Regions from separate parts of the Macaca mulatta genome. Here region 2 is linked to region 1. Evidence: chromatin contacts called from public Hi-C data. All regions are on one chromosome and are shown on one strand. The core of a region is the stretch at or near the end of the contact, and the rest is flanking DNA. Distances in the headings are between cores, read along the strand shown.

Region 1 (6,915 bases), core at 2,257-4,756:
GGACAGCACTAAGGGGTCTGCCTGAGGTTCCTGGTGATGAAATTAAAGTGAAAGTAGTCAGTGTGATTGCATTCTTCTCTCGCCACATTCAGGGCGCTAGCTTGAATCAGGGTTGTGGCTTTGCCAGGCAAGCACAACAAAGGGAGAGAAAGGCAAGGGGGCTGAGGGCATGTGTAAGAGTGATTGTGATTGGCCAGGGGTTGAGGCTGGGTGAGAGCAGATATGAGGGGTTAAAGAATTGTCGCAGTTAGAGTACTACAGGGAGTGACCTGGAAAACCGAGGTGGTGATCAGGGTATGAGATGTTTGAAACTGAGATAATGAAGAAGTTGCAGAGTTCGATAAGGCTACTGTGATTATGACCATGGGAGGAAGTGGCTTAGTTAGGGTATGTGCAAGTTAGAAGTTAGAGAAGGTACAAAATCCAGAATGATCAAGGGGAGGATGTGTAAGTTAGAGGACAGAGAAGGTACAAAATCCAGAAGAGTGGAGCAGAGAAGTGTAAGAGAATTGCTGGACAGCACTAACAGTCTACCTGAAGTTAATGGTGAACAGTGGGGGTCTCCAGCCAACAGCCAGCAAGGGACTGAGGCCATCAGTCCTGAGGCCTGCAAGGAACTGAATGCTGCCAACAACCACATGAGCTTGGAAGCAGATCCTCGTCCCAGCCTCACGTTGTAGAGGACCCAGCCAAGTGATGCCTGGACTCTTGACCCAGAGAAACTGTAAGATCATAAAATTGAAGCAATGAGAGAAAATCCTTGAAGAATAAAAGGAACTGAGAGGCCAGAGTACTGGGAAGATCTTATAACCACCTAGCACTAGGACAGAAGTGGCATTGGAGTGACTGACAGGAGCAAATTGTGCAGAGATGAAGTGGGGTAAGGTCAGCGATAGAGGTATTGGATAGCAAGATTTAAAGTTGCTGGTTTAGAGGAGGAGGGGGACGGCCTGGAAGCAATGTTGAGAAGCAAGAAGGAGACCTACCTCACCTCCAGGCACTAAGAGGCTGAAGGTTGAAAACACCGTTGCCACTACTTGATAGGTGGAAGAAAGAGCAGTGTCCCAGGGCAAAGTTGGGTTTCCCTTAAGTAAAAAGGTGAAGGGAACCTGAAGGGAAATTCTGAGAAGAGGTTGAGCTTATAGGGAATATCATTTGCATAAATAAATAGATGGTGTGGTAGATTCTAAACAGGCCCCAAATGATCCCCGCCTCCTAGTGTTCAAGCTTTTGTGTTTCCTTCCCCTTCAGTGTAGGTGGCGCCTGTGATTTGCTTCTGGCCAGCAATGTATGGCAAAGGTGACAGAGTATGAGTGACACTGTGTATGTGATGATGTTACATAAGATTGAAACCAGTGTCGGCCGGGCGCGGTGGCTCAAGCCTGTAATCCCAGCACTTTGGGAGGCCGAGACGGGCGGATCACGAGGTCAGGAGATCAAGACCATCCTGGCTAACACGGTGAAACCCCGTCTCTACTAAAAAAAAATACAAAAAACTAGCCGGGCGAGGTGGCGGGCGCCTGTAGTCCCAGCTACTCGGGAGGCTGAGGCAGGAGAATGGCGTAAACCCGGGAGGCGGAGCTTGCAGTGAGCTGAGATCCGGCCACTATGCTCCAGCATGGGGGACAGAGCGAGACTCCGTCTCAAAAAAAAAAAAAGAAACCAGTGTCTTGCTGAGACTCTCCCCGTTGCTGGCTTTGAAGAAGCAAGCTGCCATATTGTTAGCTTCCCTATGGAGAGGACCACATGGCAAGGAACAGAGGGGGTCTCCAGCCAACAGCCTGCAAGGGACCGAGGCCCTCAGTCCTGCAGCGTGCAAGGAACTGAATGGTGCCAACAACCACATGAGCTTGGAAGCAGATCCTTTGTTCCAGCCTCACTTTGTAGAGGACCCAGCCGAGCCATGCCTGGACTCCTGACCCAGAGAAACTGTAATATCATAAATGTTTGTTGTTTCAAGCTTCTATATTTGTGGTGATATTGTTATACAGCAATAGGTAACTAATACAGATGGAATGGAAGAAGTTTAGTTATAACTATGTGTCAATTTTTAAAAAACTTCTTCTGAGGTATATTACCTAAGAATCACATATTGATCTATTACCAAATCATGTTTTGTAATCTATCAGCTGACAGATCTTCCTTCAGTTTCGTTGACAGAAAAGATCTGAAAACTATCTGACTTGAAAAATAATTTAATATCTATTCACTAAAGGCATTTACTTTCTCAGCATAGATACCGATTTTTGAATTGTCCCTTTTGGATTGCTGGGGAAGTACTGCATTGATCCAATGCACATTAGTAATGGGTGAGAATTTTGACTTTCTTTTTTAAGGTGGGAGGACAGTTTTGAAAGGGGATGCTGTGTCCTCAGCTCCTTTCTTAAGCTGGGCAATTTTCGAAAATAGAACATACAGCAGTGGAAGATGTGGAAATGAATTCCCTTAAAACTGGTCTTCATAAATCCCAGGAGTAAGAGAACACCAGTTTGGAGCTTAAGGAGCTTTCTGGTAAAAGAGGGAATGGCCCAGGCAGTGATGTGGAGGATAGAATGAAGCACTGAGTATGAGTGATGAAGGCGTGCGGTGGGTGTAGAGAGTTTCTGGGCGACGTGACTTAAGAAATGACTTTAGAACCGGCTAATCATTAGTTTTGGAGGGACTAAAGGTAGTTCCAAAGTAGTTCCTGGTTGGTGAAAATAAATCATTAATGTGTTTTAAATGAAAAAGAAATGCATACGTCTTGTAAAAAATATGAAATAAAAGAAGCATAAAGTCAAAAGCAGAGCCTGTGCCTTCCCCCACCAAACAGGTAACCTAGTTAACTGGTGTGTCGTAGGATTCGAAGTTCCCCTCCAGCAGAGAGTGCGCCTACATCGCTTCCAACAAAATCCACTCACACTTGCAACGCCTGGCAAGGCTCTTCAATATGTGATTCCTTGACTGTTCTGTGCGTCTCTCGAGTTCAAACACCTCTGGGGCTCGTGATTTGGGGCTGCCAGACAGGGAAGGAAGGTGCGGCCAGCGTCTGTTTCTTCCCTAAGTGAACTCCTACAACATAGCCACCTTCTCCCTAGAGCTGTCGACCGGTGGTTGAAGGCCAATTTTTGTGCCTACGCAGGTCCTCCACACAGAACAAAACAAATACACAACAAAAGCCGGGCTAATAGCTATTTATAAACACTTACTGGACGCCCACTCTACGCCGAGCTCTCCCGCGCTCCTTGGGAACTTTTTTGCCAAGAGATGCTAATTTTCCCGGCGACCACTCCCTCAAGCAGGCCTTCGCCTCTGCCCGCGCGGAGGCCCAGGCCCAGGCCCAGGCCGGGATTCAGAGCCGCCCCTCGGCTGGCGCTGCCCTGCAGGCGCCTGCGCAGAGCGACTCTCGCCGTCACTTGGGGCGGGAGGCGGCGACAGCCGGGAGAAAGGAAAGCTGCGGGGAAAAAGGGCCAAACCCTGAAATTACCCGGATGTGGTCCCCGCGCGCGCATGCTCAGTGTGTTCTCGACAAGTTGGCAGCAACAACACGGCCCTGGTCGTCGTCGCTGCTGCGGTAACGGAGCGGCTCGGGTGGCGGAGCCTGCGTTCGCGCCCTCCTGCTCTCCTCGGGAGGCCCTTCCCGCCCTCCCCTCGGCTCCGCGGCCGCCCAGGGGGTGGGAGCGGGTGAGGGGAGCCAGGCGCCCAGCGAGAGAGGCCCCCCGCCGCGGGGCGGCCCGGGAGCTCGAGGCGGTCCGGCCCGCGCGGGCAGCGGCGCGGCACTGAGGAGGGGCGGCCTGGCCGGGACGCCTCGGGGCGGGGGCCGAGGAGCTCTCCGGGCCGCCGGGGAAAGCGACGGGCCCGGCGCGTCCGCGGACCAGCAGCGGCGGGAGAGCGGACTCCCCTCGCCACCGCCCGATCCCAGGTAACCGCGCCATGTCCCCTCCCCTTCCCCCGGCCGGGCCCGCGCACCCCGCCCGCGGCTTCCCCACCCCGGGGCGGGCTCCCGACTGCTGCGGCGGCGGCGGGGAGCGCGCGGAATCCGCTGGGAGGGCGACCGCGGCCGCCTGACGAGCCGGGCCGGGCGGCGGTGCCTGGCCTCCGTCCGGCCCCCAGCTTCGTTTGCAGCTCGTGGGAGAATCAAGTTAAAGTCAGACGGGACTCCTGCCGCGGCCGCCGCTCCTCTTTGTTGTTCTCGAGTAGTTTCACGGTCGCCCCGGCTGAGCGCGTTGGGTCGGTTGGAATGTGTTGCCTTAGGGTCTAAATGAAAGTTGTAAATTGTTTGTCTTAATTTATTTTCTCCAGCCAATTTCGGTTTTCTCTTTGTCCCCTACTTTCTCTTCCTAGTCTTGTCATGCCAGTTTACGCTTCTGGCTTTGATATGTTTACTTTTTGAGTATTGAGAGTGACGGCGGTATGCAGGACACATTCTTAGCACCTAACTGAACCCCTCCTTGCCCCCAATAAAACATGCTTCCTATTAAAAGACATAGTTGATCTTACTGTTAGCACTACATGTACTGAGAGTGAAATTGGTGTAGGGTGGAGGGCGGTGGCTCCATCACTTGTCCCAAACTGCTGTTAGGATTTCTCAAACTGGATTTTCAAAGGGACAAGTGTGTAGTTAACGTGAAAAGTTTATTTGCTGGTGCAGAGGCTTTAAAAAGCCCTATTGAAGATTGATAGCTGTTTCCCCTCAAAAACCTAAGTACGTTTGTTTTTATTTAAAAAAAAACCATTTTATTATGCATTATAATTTGGAAACTATTATTTCCAAATTAGTTTCTTAATGCATTTAGTTTTTGCACCGTAGTTTAAGATGGAATTGCCAGTTATTTAGGAATAATAAATACAACAGGATAATAGGGGAATTATCCTGAAATTGCCTTTCTGCAAACATATGGTCTTAGCTAATTTTTGTTAATAACCTTTGACTTTTGCCAGAATTAGCATCCTTTTAGTCTTAGTAGCAGCTTGGTTACTCGGGTGTTTAAGTAGTAGGTTCACTACTTTCTGCTGGCAAAAACCATTTAGTCTCTAAAAAAAAAAAAATGAAATGCATAATTTCGTAATTAGATTTAGATCATGGCATTTGAATAGTTTTTATGATGGATTTCATAAATTGCTTTTGCCATACCCTGCGGAGACTAAATATATACATTTCAGTTGAAATATAGGAAGTTCTAAAATGTACCTTTTTTTTTTTGATGCTGAGGACTTTATATTGGAAAGTTCTGATATGATTAATACATAATATTCCAAACTGTAAAATGATTAACATTTAAAAATACAGTTTTTTAAATTAGTGTTTCTTCCATAATGCTGTCATGATTTTGTTTACTTAAATGGGTTTGTTACAGAACAAATGTAATAGAGATAGATAGGCCAAGCATTTATAATTTGGAGTAGCTTTAGATCTAAAGATAGTGGTGAATTATGTAGGTTTTAAGTTGTTGGAATTAAAACTAAAAGCTTCTTTAGATAAAAATTGTTGTAACATTTTGTGACTATTAATAGAAGTGGCTTTTTCTTTGCTTTCCAGGTTTTTGGGTGAGTTTTAAAGAATTATTGCATCTTAGATTTTTATTTTTGAGGTGAGAGTGTATGTCTGTTTAGGTAACTGCCTTCAGTGTAAATCTTGAGTTTAGAAAAAACCAAACTGCAAATGTTTTTCAGACTTAATGAAAATTTGTACTGAGAAAGTCACTTTGAAATATTTTGGAGTAAGTTGGCTGGGCGGGGTGGCTCACGCCTGTAATCACAGCACTTTGGGAGGCCGAGGCTGGCGGATCACGAGGTCAGGAGATCGAGACCATACTGGCTAACACGGCGAAATTCAGTCTCTACTAAAAATGCAAAAAATTAGTCGGGCCTGGTGGCGGGCGCCTGTGGTCCCAGCCGCTTGGGAGGCAGAGGCAGGAGAATGGCGTGAACCGGGGAGGCGGAGCTTACAGTGAGCAGAGGTCGCGCCACTGCACTCCAGCCCTGGCGACAGAGTGAGACTCCGTTTAAAAAAAAAAAAAAAATTGGAATAAGTTTTACGTGAATGATTTTTAAAAGCCTGTGCTTCACTTTCTTAAGCTACATTTTAGTCGAGTGATTGTGTGTGAATTCTTTTTCTGTATTCCCCTTCAGTTTTTCTTTCCCCCCCAAATTAAGGAGCAAGAATTAACCTAATTTACGCTGCCCAGTTACACTCCAGCTCTCTCACTTGGAAGCAGTTTTTTTCTGATTGAGCCAGTGTTATAGTAACATCATTAGGCACTATTCTAATTGAGGTGTGAATTACTGAGGCCTCTACTAGGGAGGTTAACCCTACAGAATCTGCAGGGTTCATTATATTTAAATTGCATATTTAGGCTTGTCTAAATTTTTGCCTGTTTTGGTGAAAACATGTTGTTCTGCCGATGTTTAAACTTGCTTCATTTTATCCCTCTCTAGTTCATGACTAACCATTTTTTTCATTTTTAATTCAGTGATTTTTTTTTAGAGTGACTGGTTCTTTAAGCATCTTGTATTAGCCATTTCAATGCTCATTATGTATGTTTGGATTTCTCTTATTTTGTTGGTCTAGAAGACAGTGTAGTTATGCCAAAAAAATTTTTTTTTCTTAAAGCGATGATGAATGGTGACTCCGAGTTGACCATTAATTGTGTATAAAAGTAACCTGACTAAAATGTTTCATTGTTTTCTACAGTTAAAAGACTTAGACCAGCATAACACAGCATTTTTTTTTTCTTTGACATGGAGGCTTGCTCTGTTGTCCAGGCTGGAGTGCAGAGGCATGATCTCCACTCACTGCAAACCTCGCCTCCCAGGTTCAAGCGATTCTCCTGCATCAGCCTCCCGAGTAGCTGGGATTACAGGCGTGTGCCACCACACCTGGCTAATTTTTGTATTTTTAGTAGAGATGAGGTTTCGCCATGTTGGCCAGGCTGG
Region 2 (6,915 bases), core at 1,646-4,145, 56 kb before region 1:
GGGGGATACTGTGGATGGTTGTCCTCTCCAAATCTCATGTTGAAATGTGATCCCCAGTGTTGGAGGTGGGGCTTAGAGGGAGGTGTCAGATCACAGGGGTGCAACCTTCATGAATGGCTTAGTGACATCCCCTTAGTGACATCTGAGTTCTCACTCTATTAGTTCACTGGGGAGCCGGTTATTTAAAAGAAGCCTGGCCCTTCCTCCTCGCTGTCTTACTATGTGACATGCCTACTCCCTCTTTATCTTGCCATGATTGTAAGCTTCCTGAGGCCCTCACCAGAAGCAGATGCCGGCAGCACACTTCCTGTACAGCCTGCAAAACTGGGGGCCAAAATAAACTTCTTTTCTTTATAAATTACCCAGTCTCAGGTATTTTTTACAGCAATGTAAATGGACTAATACAGAGGAATAATAGGTGAAACAAGATGGATTAGATGTTTCTAACTGTTGAAGCTAAGTGATGATTGTATATAAAGGTTCATTCATAAATTTTCTCAACTTTTATATGTTTGAAATTTCCCACAATAGAAAATTTTTTAAATGAACAAATAGTTCTATCCACTATTCTCTAAAAGTATAATAACCTCTGAGAAGGGAGTAGGAAGCTTTGATGGCTGGGCAGAAATAAGTCCTAGCCAGGTCTATGGAGAATACTGCTCTGGGAGACCCCTAGGTCAGGAGTCTTCAGCTCTGGGCTGCAGACCAGTACAGGTCTGCGGCCTGTTAGGAACTGGTCCACACAGCAGAAGGTGAGCGGCAGGCCAGCAAGCATTACCACCTGAGCTCTGCCTCCTGTCAGATCAGCCGGGGCATGAGATTCTCACAGAAGCGTGAACCCTGTTGTGAATTGTACATGTGAGGGATCTAGGTTGCATGCTCCTTATGAGAATCTAATGCCTGATGATCTGAGATGGAACACTTTCACCCCCAAACTGTATCCCCCACCCCCTGCCCCCAAGGAAAGATTGTCTTCCATGAAACTGGTCTGTGGTGCCAAAAAAGTTGGGGACTGCTGTCCTAGCTGATTGTGATCAAGACCAAGCTGTAGAATGCTATGTGTCTTCTTAAGGAACTTTTAGCTTGGCAAGTGTCAGGATAGATAAGTTCAAGTTCCAGTGTTCAATGCTTTGCTAATTTAGACCCCACTTGACCAAGTCCATTTTATTTTTTTCATTTCCACATTAATTCGAGTGTCATCCATCCTACAAGACCCAGCTCAAATTCTACCTCTTCCTCACTGATCTCTTAGCTAGTGATCTCCCTTTTTCCATATCCTTTTCAGTGGATTGTTTCCTGACAACTTTTGCCAACCTGAGTATAGGCTCCTTAAAACCAGGGACTGGCAGGGCACGGTGGCTCACGCCTGTAATCCCAGCACTTTGGGACACTGAAGCGGGTGGATCGCTTGACTTTAGGAGTTTGAGACCAGCCTGGGCAACATAGTGAAACCTCATCTTCAAAAAAAAAAAAAAAAAAAAAAAAAAAAAATTAGCTGGGTGTGGTGACTTGCCTGTAGTGCCAGCTACTTGGGAGGTTGTAGTCCTGTAGTCCCAGCTACGAACACTTGGGAAGCCGAGGTGGGAGGATTGGTTGAGCCCAGGAGTCAGAGGTTGCAGTGAGCTGAGATCGCGTCACTGCACTCCAACCGCGGTGATAGAGTGAGACCCTGTCTCAAAAACAAACAAACAAACCCCAAAACCAGGGACCATGACAAATTTTAAAAATCTCTCAGCACCAAAAATAATACTATCCACAAAGTCAAAGCTCCATTAATATTTGAATAAAGGTTGAAAGAGTCCAATAAGTAGATCAATTAATGATTTTTTAAAAAGTGCTGGTCTCTCTGTCCTGGTAGTTTCAAAAAACCCCACTCCGATTCCTATTTTGAAGCCGCTGGATTTTTTTTGTTTTTGTTTTTTAGACAGAGTCTTGCTCTGTCGCCCAGGCTGGAAGGCAGTGGTGCGATCTTGGCTCACCGCAACCTCCACCTCCCAGGTTCAAGCGATTCTCGTGCCTAAGACTCCCGCGTAGCTGGGACTACAGGCCTGTGCCTCCATGCCCGGATAATTTTTTTTTCTTGTTTTGTATTTTTAGTAGAGACGAGGTTTTGCCATGTTGGCCAGGTTGGTCTCGAACTCCTGAGCTCAGGCAATCCGCCCGCCTTGGCCTCCCAAAGTGCTGAGACTACAGGCGTGAGCCACGGCGCCCAGCCAGCTGCTGGATATTTTGATCACTTCAGGTATACTGAGCATGAAATCAGTGCATCTGGCAGTACATAGGAGACTGAAATACTTTTTTTAAAGCTGTTATTCAAACTGAAGGAGTTTTTCCCTGTGATCTATAATCGCCACGTGCCCGTTCTGTATACGGCCATCCTGGGCTTTTTCAATCCCACGTCCACTACCTAAGAGAACACGTCTGCAAGGCTTGGAGTGAGTACGGTACAATCAGCTTCAGATGTTAAGCAAATATTCCAACCTGGAGTAGGAAAATGGAATATGGATGGGGTTTTATGAAGGTGAATGTTCAGGCAAAGGATCTTAGTGGATGAAAGACAGTAAAGATTCCTCCCAACCAAAGACCAAAAACGACACATATGAGCAAAACATCAGGAAGAACACTCCTGTGTGGAAAATATTACACGGAAAACAAAAGAAGAGTCACTTTTTCCCTTTTGGTTTAGCCCGCTCTGTTCCTCAGGTCGACCGTCACCACCTGACACACAGCGACCTGGGAAGGAGGTAAACGCAGACACTGCCCTCGCTGCCCAGGGGAAGCCCAGAAGCGCGCCCAGAGCCAGGCCCCGGGCGGGTGCCACCGAGCGCGGACCTCCCTCGCATCCTAGAGCGGCCGCGCGGGACCCGGCCGGCGGCGCACTTCCGCCAGGGCGCATTGCAGCCCCGCGGACGGTTGGGCCAGGGTGTGGGCCTGCGCCTCCCTCGGCTTCTGGCGCGGGCCTCGAGGGTGAGTGCGGTGGGCATGCCAGAGGGGGGCGGGCGCGCTTCCTCGGGACTCGCCGGCTCGACCAGGCCCGGCCCGGCGCCGGGGACCTAAGCCTGGGGAGCGCCCGGGAGCGAGGACGCGCCTCGTTCACCGCCCCGGGCCGGAGCCTCGGCCGCCAGGCGCCGCCGCCCACCCCGCCTTTTTCGAGGCTAACACGGTCTCATGGGGGAGCCTGAGCTCTCTAGAGGCGGAAATCTGGCCTCTGGCCCTACCTGTACCTCGGCCTCTCACTTTCCGCCTCCCGGCCCCGGTTCTTTCAGCTCTAAGATGGAGGACGGCGGTTATCTGCCCTGTGCACAACGCAGGGTGATTGCAGGGTTGACACGGCCTGTCTGAAAACGAAGGAGCTCTGGTTCTCAACCCGGCAGCCAGTAGAATCGTTTGGGAAGCCTCCAAATGCTGATGCCCCATCATCACCGGGGAATTGTGATCTGTGGCCAGGACCGAGATCCACGGGCCCAGAGTGAAATGACAGTACTGTGATCACGACTGGAATATGCACTTCGCCGAATGTGGATCACAGTCTTGAGAAAGCAAGCAGCTGGGTTTTTGTTTTTGTTTTTTGTCCAAGAAGACAGGGACCTAATCTGGTTTGCTCGCATTTAATTCCTAGTGCCTAGAATGGTGCATGTCCCAAAACATGCACCATTGATGAAATAATTTCTAATTATTTCCCGACCTGTTTGGAGGGTTTTCATTATATTTGTTTTAAATTATTATGGAAACCTTCAAGTCGTATATGAAAATTGAATAGTATACTGAACTTCCAATTCATGATCAATCCTGTTTCATCTGTTACCCTCTCCCCCACTGTAGTATTTGAAAGCAAATCTGAAATGTAACATTCCATCTGTTATCTTGTTCATGTTTATAAAACACAATGACACCTTTTAAAACATAAAGCCGTTATCAGTGTGATTAGCACCTCATTTTACCCTCTACTATCCAGTCAGCATTTACATTTTCGTAGTTGTCTTTCTCCTCTTCCCCGGTTTGTCCAAATCAGTATCCAAACAAACTACACACGTTCCATTTGGTTGATGTCTGTTAGATCTCTCTTAATCTTTTCCCCTCTGTGTCTATTTTGTTCCCCGTATTTTACTGGAAGAACAAGTCATTTGTACGGTTCACGTTTTCTACATCCAGGATTTTGCTTTTTCCATCTCCTTTAATAAGCAGATATTTAGACCTGCAGCCTTGTTCAGGTCAGGTTCTATTTTTTGGCAAGCGAGCTTAATGGGGGATTACTGTGTTTTTCACATTGTATCACGCCAGGAGCTAGAGAGCATCTTGCCTCTTTGTGGACCTTTTAGCATCATAGGGTAACAGTTGACCAGGGAATGCCAGCAAATACATACAAAAGAAATGAGACACTATCACCTTTTGGCAACCTCTAATGAAATAATGGATTCTGGCAATGATCACTAGTGGCTGTTAACATCAGAAAGAGAGACAGCTAGACAATGCGTGCTGCCTAATGGGGTGCTTCCATCAGACAGCACAGGTTTGTCTTATCAAGTATTCTTGGAGTAATGGGGTTGGTGTGTATAGATGAAACATGATTGCCTATGAGTTAACAATTGTTGAAGTTCGATGATGGGTGTGTGGCATTGCATTATGCTAATTTCTACTTCTATATGTGTCTGAAGTTTTTCAGAATAAAACTTCTTTTAAAAAGATTGATTAGTTGGTGAGTTTAGATCAACCTGATCCATCCATTGCAGTTCTCTGTTATCCTTTTCACTAAGTGGTTCTCAAATCTGACTCCATGTTAGGATCACAGGAGAAGGCTTTTTATTTTTTTTTATTTTTTATTTTTTAATAAACATGTCTCACTTGCAGAATTTCCTATCTAAATGTTCTGGGATGAAGCCCAATTATTGATGTGGTTTTTTGTTTTGTTTGGGACTACAGGTGTATGCCACCATGCCCGGCTAATTTTTTATAGACACAGAGTCTTGCTGTGTTTCCCAGGCTGGTCTTGAACTCCTGGCCTCAAGCTACCCTGCCAAAATGCTGAGTTTACAAGCATGAGCCACCATACCTTCACTGATATGTTTTAAAAGCTCTCCAGGTCATTCTAATATGCCCCCGGGGTTATGTACTACTGATCTAAATCCATTATTAGTTAGGGATGACAAAGTGATTATATTCTGTTATTCCTTCTGCAGTTCATTTGCCTTTACAAATGTTAACTTTCTGCATTCTATTTATTCTTACCTATCTTGCAAATCAATAAAGAAGCCTCTGCAAATAAAGCTCCTTTATTATCAGAGGAAGACTTGATCTTGGAGGTGAAAATGTAGAGTAACACATGGAAGGGATATTAGCAATAACCTCAAGGCTATGCTTAAGGTAGAGATGCACCACCTTATGTATGACGGTTGGGGGCAGGAAATATGGGGAGAAGCTGTTTCCCAAAATGGAAAGGAAGACTAGATGGCGTGTAGTTAGAGAAGCATGTTTGGGCGTATGACACATTTCCAAAAAAAAAAAAAAAAAAATCAGCGTTAAGTAAATATAAATTTTTAAAAAATTAAATAAAATGCCACTTATTAAAACATAATCCAAAGATTTAAAAGAAAAGTTAATCACCCATGCAGCCCCCACCCCATCACTTTAATCACCCCTGAAATAACCCATATTAACAGGATGGTGTGTATCCTCTCCCACATCAGACTTCCTCTGTCTTACATAAATGTAGGGGTTTGGGGTATTGTTATAAAAATGACATCATGCCATAGCCGTCTGTAACTTTGTCATCCCTCCATGACAGTAGTTACAGAAGACTTTATTAGCTGCAGAATAAATAGTTGATAGAATAAACAATAGTACAAATGTACAATAAAATATTCAGCCATTTTCCTATTGACATATTTAGATTGCTTCCATATTTTAGCCAACTTGAGACCACCACAATATGCATCATTGTACATAGATCTTTATTATTTGGGTAGATTCTGAAAAATGGGAATTGCTGGGTGAAAGCATATAATTATCAACAGCATCATTATTACTGGTAATATATATTGCCAAATTATTCTCCCAAAGCATAATCGCAATTCATAACTTTGTCACCATTAGTTTGTGACAGTACCCATTTACCCTCATCCTGCTTAGCACTGGCTAGCATTGCTCCATTGATACTTGCCTGCCAACTGATGTGTGGTAAATGGTCGCTTTTTTTGTTTGTTGTGAGAGTGTTCTTGTTCTGTCTTGTTCTGTCAGCCAGGCTTGAGTGCAGCAGTGAGATCACAGCTCACTGCAGCCTTAACCTTCCAGGTTCCAATGATCCTCCTGCTTCGGCCTCCTGACAAGCTGGGACTACAAGCACATGCCTCCATGTCCAGCTGATACTTGTTTTTAATTTTTTTGTAGAGACAAGGTCTCACTATGTTGCCTAGGCTGGTCTCAAACTCCTGGGCTCAAGCCATCCACCCACCGCTGCCTCCCAAAATGCTGGGATTACAGGCATGAGCTACTGCACCCAGCCTCTTTTTTCTTTATTTTGCATTCCACTAACTAACTGAAGACTGAACCCTTATCTTTTATTTATTACTGTTAATTTTTTAAATTGATACACGATAGTTGTTTGAACCTTTTTCATGCTTATAGGCCATTTGGATTTCTTCTGTGATTCATATATATGTGTGTGTGTGTGTGTGCGCGCGCATGTGTATGTGTATATATATCCTTTGCCTGGTTTTCTGTTGCACCAGTATTTTTGTATTTTGAATGCATTTGCATAAACTTTTTTTTAGTAGTATTAACCCCCTCTCATAAGGGGGTCCAAACTATTTTTTTCAGGTTTTTTTTCCTTGTCCTTTGACTTTATGAGTCTTGATATGTATAAAAGATTTTATTTAGTTAAAATGTCTGTTTTTAAAATTTCTGGATTTTATGTCTTGC

Evidence for each region. Hi-C and Micro-C count contacts between places; a contact is called where the count stands out from the background.
Region 2: a Hi-C map of fetal cortex germinal zone shows a contact between it and region 1, with 2.0 times the contacts expected there. The contact joins the promoter of ELAC1 here to the promoter of SMAD4 in region 1. A contact is called at or near these places in 4 of 14 Hi-C or Micro-C datasets (CD4 T cells, fetal cortex germinal zone, fetal cortical plate and 1 more).

Annotation. Positions count from the first base shown.
Region 1 is chr18:41,266,742-41,273,656 of T2T-MMU8v2.0, reverse strand. It overlaps SMAD4 (SMAD family member 4), which reads left to right and starts at 3,506. Exons shown (of 12, transcript NM_001261090.1): 1 at 3,506-3,901. LOC106994516 reads right to left here and starts at 4,121. Exons shown (of 2, transcript XM_077975417.1): 1 at 3,467-4,121. The coding sequence starts at 3,914.
Region 2 is chr18:41,322,587-41,329,501 of T2T-MMU8v2.0, reverse strand. ELAC1 (elaC ribonuclease Z 1) reads left to right here and starts at 2,895. Exons shown (of 5, transcript XM_015121990.3): 1 at 2,895-2,967; 2 at 3,267-4,510.